2 separate regions of the Mus musculus genome follow, and region 2 is linked to region 1. A link is a contact called in public HiChIP or PLAC-seq data. All regions are on one chromosome and are shown on one strand. The core of a region is the stretch at or near the end of the contact, and the rest is flanking DNA. Distances in the headings are between cores, read along the strand shown. Region 1 holds the start of Colgalt2 (collagen beta(1-O)galactosyltransferase 2). Region 2 has its middle 120 kb from the start of Edem3.

Evidence for each region. HiChIP or PLAC-seq counts read pairs in DNA pulled down with a chosen protein or histone mark.
Region 2: an H3K4me3 HiChIP or PLAC-seq map of stem cell-derived neural progenitor cells shows a contact between it and region 1, with 13 read pairs. The contact joins the enhancer-like site here to the promoter of Colgalt2 in region 1. A contact is called at or near these places in 1 of 39 promoter capture datasets (the C10 cell line), 2 of 484 Hi-C or Micro-C datasets (bone marrow-derived macrophages and embryonic stem cells), 5 of 115 datasets of contacts at active chromatin or transcription factors (embryonic basal ganglia, embryonic hindbrain, embryonic stem cells and 2 more) and 1 of 9 other capture datasets (liver).

The regions. Positions count from the first base shown.
Region 1 is chr1:152,398,429-152,401,236 of GRCm38.p6, reverse strand. It overlaps Colgalt2 (collagen beta(1-O)galactosyltransferase 2), which reads right to left and starts at 1,370. Exons shown (of 12, transcript NM_177756.4): 1 at 840-1,370. The coding sequence starts at 1,099.
Region 2 is chr1:151,877,133-151,879,940 of GRCm38.p6, reverse strand. No RefSeq gene overlaps it. Among named protein-coding and RNA genes, the nearest start is that of Edem3, 120 kb to the right of the region's middle. Within about 2 kb of position 1,455, at least 35 of the 459 cell types and tissues checked have an H3K27ac peak or open chromatin away from gene starts, as enhancers often do. A contact at or near this core is called in embryonic stem cells and stem cell-derived neural progenitor cells, where this site is marked.

The sequences.
Region 1 (2,808 bases), core at 121-2,620:
TTCAAAAAACATTCCAGGATGGCTCTAGCTTTTAATCTCAGGAATAAGGGAGGATTGCCTAACAATCGGACAGCTTGTCTTCCCTGGCCAGATTTTACTTTCTCTGCAGACCATCTAGAGCTTGCCTGCCCGACTCCACCACGAATGCTTGGATTTAAAGGTGTGGAACTGGATGGACTGAGGTCTACGGGAGGAAGGGACAGACTTCCATTGATTCCCTGTCCTGATCCACAGCAAACACAAAGGGACCAAGCATAGAATTCTTTAGCCTGAAGACAAAACTTGACTGTTTATCCTCCCAATGATGGCTCCAATGGCCCATCATAGACCCTAGGGCACCTCAGTACAGTTTGCATCTGCAGTGGGAACGTGTCTCAGGAGGCTGAACAGGCAGGGACCTTCTGGAGCTCCCAAGAAAAGACCAGCCCACAGTGTGGTGTGATTGGAAAGACTCCAAACAAAGTTTCAAAATCTCCATCCCTGAGTTCAGATAACCCAGGGGAGGACCAGAAGCCGAGTTACTCAGAGAGCAGACTCCTAGCACCTGCAAGTCCGGGTGACTCACTCTCCATCTCCCAAGTCTCTGTGGACCCCTTTCCTGCCTTAGTTAATTAAGTTCTGTGTCTCGCATCTGGAGAAGACACTCTCTCCCAGTAGAAACCAGGAAGAGGAGGGGGATGAGGAAAGTCAAGGTCTCCAGATTCTCGTCCATAGGTTTTCTCATCTCCCTCCCGGCCCCACCACTCTCTCAGTCCAGGACCCACGCGGGCAGCAAGGGAGTGTGCGCAGCAAGCTGCCCTCATCTTCCCCGCGGTGGCCCAGGACCCCTACCCGCTCACCAGATAGCCATCCTGCTCTTGGGGTAGTCCAGCCGTTCCAGGCAGCCGAGGAAGTAAGGCAGCGTATGCGCAGCGTTGCGGGCGAGAACGACCACGAACACCGTGGGTTTCTGCGGGGGCGACTCGGGGAACGCCACCGTTTCCTCTCCGTCCTCATCCGAGTCGGGCTCGGCGGCGAAGCGCGCCCGGCAGCCGAGGCGGAGCAGGGCGGAGGACAGCAGGAACAGCGCGCAGGCGACAGTGGCGAGGCGCGCAGCCATGTTCCGTAGCCGGCGGGAGGCGGCGATGCTGCCAGCGGCGCCGGGGATGCGGCTGCCCCGGGACGGCGGGAGCGTGCACCGGCACTGATTTCTGAGGCTCGCAGGACCCGCCGCCGACCAGCCTTGACCTGAGTCCCCTGTGCACCGACTCCCTGCCACCCGCGCTTGCCCCGCGCTCCGCCCTGCAGACAGGTCGACTCCGGGAGGCTGATCTTCCCGAGTTCCAGGGAAAGTTCCCCTAGTCCAGGCTGCGCTTGTACAGCTGAGGTCTGCGGCTTCCTCCAGAGCTGTGAGGTGTGGCCCTGTCTGCCAATGGGAGAGTGTGTGTGTGTGTGTGTGTGTGTGTGTGTGTGTGTGTGTGTGTGTGTATACATAACGGTACAACCCCAAGAAAATTTATTCTGCTTTTTCTAACCGCAGTCTGAAGTTCTTCACAGTGACGCGATGTATCCAGGGCTTTATAATGCACCTATTGACAGATTAGAGTTCTAAAACTGGAGGTCTCCTCAACCACCCAGGACTGTGAGAAACAATGTTATAACATCTACAGAGGCAGAATGCTTGTATTCCATAGACATACAACTTCTGAAAAATTGAAGACTTGGAGAATTTTAGACCTCAAATCAGAACCCTGAAAATAATAGCTCCGAATGGATCACTCTTCTGGAGCCTCTTTTCTTTTCTTTTCTTTTCTTTTCTTTTCTTTTCTTTTCTTTTCTTTTCTTTTCTTTTCTTTTCTTTTCTTTCTTTTCTCTTCTCTTCTCTTCTCTTCTTGTCTTTTCTTTCTCCCTCCCTCCCTTCCTCTCTCTCTCTCTCTCTCTCTCTCTCTCTCTCTCTCTCTACCTCCCTCCCTCCCTCCCTCCCTCTCCCTCTCCCTCTCTCTCTCTCTCCTTTCTTTTTTTCTTCCCAAGAAAGGTTGCAGTAAGAACTTTATCTCTCAAGTCCAAGGAGCACCTTCCTAAGTGAGGAGATGAAAAGGAAGATTCACATGCCCCCCCCCCCCCCTTAATCACGCAAACTGACAAAGAGTGGGAAGATCAGCACAAGTCAAAGAGAAGAGAGAGAATGAAGGCCAGAAGACAGGGCCAAGGTAGAACACAAAACACAATCATTTGACAAAATGTTTAAGCAGCTGGAATACTCAGCTAGAGGTTATTTACTTTGAAGATAACACAGGGACCAGAGTAAACTGTGGCATGAAATCCACAGCCTTTACCCTGTGTGCAGGCTGAACTAGGGGCCCTGCAAGTTCATGACCTTCACTGCCAGGCCAACCAGCCCCAGCTCTGACACACTGTCTTTTACTGTGTTGTCCCTTCTCCATAACTGTTGGAAGGCCTCAACTTGCTCTTCTCTGCTCTCCAAACCTTCAACTGGTCCATTTGTAGCAACTCTCTTCTCTCATCCTAAAACTTAGACCATTCTCACGTCCTTCAAACAAACAAACACTTTTTATAAGCATCAGTAGACATTGTGGCCAGGCTCCCCATTCCAACACTAAGGAGGTAGAGACAGGAATCAGGGGTTCAAGGTAACCTTAGCTACCTACATGTCACAATGTCATGTAACCTGGGCTATGTAAAACCCTGCTTCTGAAACAAAATTAACAACCTTTGTCTCCTAGTGACACTCTGTTGGTCAAGCTCCATGAAAGGAGTCAATACTGCCTTCCTCTCTTTCTTAATCTCCCTTTGCTCCTGTCATAGCAA
Region 2 (2,808 bases), core at 206-2,705, 520 kb after region 1:
AGAAACAGTAGCGATCTGCAAGCATCATCTTAGTATCTCAGGCATTGTACCGGGTTCTCCCCAAACCATTCCTGCCAACTCTCTTGCCATAACAAAGTCACGCATCCACTGGACCCTGTCTGGCCCAAAGTCTCCGTAGCTCCCAACAGCACGTGATCTCTTCTAAACAAGAAACGCGTGTGATTTGGTATCCACCAGATGACTATTGCACTAAGGGATACTGAAGAACCGCACCCATTCCCCACAGGACTGTGCTCCGTTCTTACTGCGCGATTGGTTGTGACAGGCAGCTTCTGAGAGCACATGACAGCTAGTAGCCAATCAGTGCTCCCCACACCTAGCAAACTGATGTATTTCTTGAGGCGGAGAGTAGGGGGAAGGCCGACTGGGAAGATAGCATCTATGGATCAATGGTGGTAGGCCCCCAGTATTTAAGAGCAAGAGGCCTCTGTCTCCTGTGTACTCTGTGGTTTCCAGGCTGGTGGGTGGTTCTTTGCCCTCCAAAGCCTTTCCTCTTACCAGAGGTCTGTGGTCTGGGGAAGGTTTTGACTGGAAACATTCAGGTCCCTGGTGGTGTTTGGAGATGTGAGACCCTTCTGTGCTAAAAGAAGAAGAAAATGAATGGTCTATTTCGAGCCCGCTAACAATCCACCGTCTAAGAACAGGCAGCAGCTCTGTAGCTGAAAGGCTGGCTTTCTGAGAAGCCCCAGGGAAGCTGGCCATGCGGCAATCGTGGCCTCAGCTCTGGCTCATCCTGCTAGAGGACCCTGCTGCCATAATGGTGGCAAAGCGTCTAGAATATTACGCCTTTGTTCTGGCTTTCTCTCCAGCCCTCCTCAACCTCCTCCCAGAGAACTCTGGTCCTGGAGCCTGTGATGTTCTTGCGTTATGAGTTAGAATCCTTGTAAACCAGAAACTTCGTGCAGGGAAGGGTACCTGTGAGAAAGCCTCCGCCTGTTTTGCTGGGGTATGAGTGGTTCAGATTGACGTCCCAGTCACAGATGTATGTATGCTCACCTGCGGGAGAACATTAGCTTGCTCCTCAGAACAAAACGGGAGCCTCTGGAGCCTGGCATGGCATGCCTGCCTGCCTGCCTGGAGTTTCCATCACACACACACACACACAAATGGTGTTTGCTTTGAATCCTGAGATCCAAAGAGACCGACAGCCACCGGTTCTAAATGTTCTGTCTATTTAAAACCTGACCAGTTGACTGAAATAACAAAGCCTGTTTCTAAGATTACCATAATTAGGAGTAAGAGTCCAGAAACAGACCCACCCATTCATGATCAATTGCTTCCAAACAAAGGTGTCACAGTAATTCATTCCGGGAAAGCATTGCCTTTTGTTTTCTGTTTGTTTTGAGACAAAGTAATCATTGTTTCTGAGTGATCAGGAAACTCACTAATAGCATGCGTGGGCTGCCCTCAAACTCCCCATTCTCCTGCCTTAGCCTCTCTGGACTGCCAAGATCACAAGTGAATGCCACCACTCCCAGCACAGTTGTCCTTTAAATAGATGGTGCTGATGCAGGATGGGATTGCTCCACACCTGTAATCCTGGCACAGGAGGTAGAGCCAAGAAGTCAACCTCAGCTACCTAAAAAACTCATAGCTGAGGAGCTGGCTCAGTGGGTAAGATCATTTGCTGAGCAATCATGACATGGTCCTGAGTTTGAACCCCAGCACCCACGCTATAGTCTGGGTGTGGTCACAAGTGTCTGTAACCTCAGAATTGAGGGCATTTATGTGACATGTTTTCCAAAAAATCCCACACTCCATTACTTATTCAAGAGAAAGAATCTCACCCACCCAAGACTTGTGCAGTAATCTCCATGGCAACTATTCATGATTTCCAAAAGATAAATACTACTCAAATGTCCATCAGCTGAAAAATGGCTTAACAGGTATGGTAGATCCATATAATAGAACGAAAATGGTAAGGGGGAGTTACTCAGAGATACAATACAAAAGAACACCCACAGCATTTGACTAAGTGAAGGGTGCCAGTCTTCAATTCCCCTTCTATGACATAAGGGAAAATCACGACGACAGAATCGGATCAGTGTTGCAGAGGATTTGGACGGAGGAAATTGCAAAGGGATCCTAAGCCATTCCCTAGAGGCAGAGTATATCAAACACTATTCAAAGGTGTATTTTGTATTATTTAATTATCCCTTAATAAATCTAACTGAAAAAAAATGAATCTTCAAAACCAGCTTGGCTCATAAAAACTCATAAACTTGGATCCTTTCTTTTATAATTAGTGGCAGTTTATACCTACAAGGGACAGATTTTACATTTGCTCTATTGAAAGCTAAGTATGATGGCTCACACTTGTGACCCCAGCACTCCAGTGGAACACTGAATGAGGAGGGCTGCTATGAATTCAGTGTTCCAAACCAGTATAGACTGCAAAATGAGATTGTATTCACACACACACACACACACACACACTTACACACACACATACACACACACATACACACACACATACACACACACACATACACACACACATACACACACACACATACACACACACATACACACACACACATACACACACACACACACACACACACACACACAGCGATTTTCTGTAGAAACCCCTTATGAAGACCAAAGTGTGGACACTTTACCCTTTCTTAGAAATGGGAACAAAACATCCATAGAAGGAGTTACAGAGACAAACTTTGGAGCTGTGACGAAAGGATGGACCATCTAGTGACTGCCATATGCAGGGATCCATCCCATAATCAGCTTCCAAATGCTGACACCATTGCATACACTAGCAAGATTTCGCTG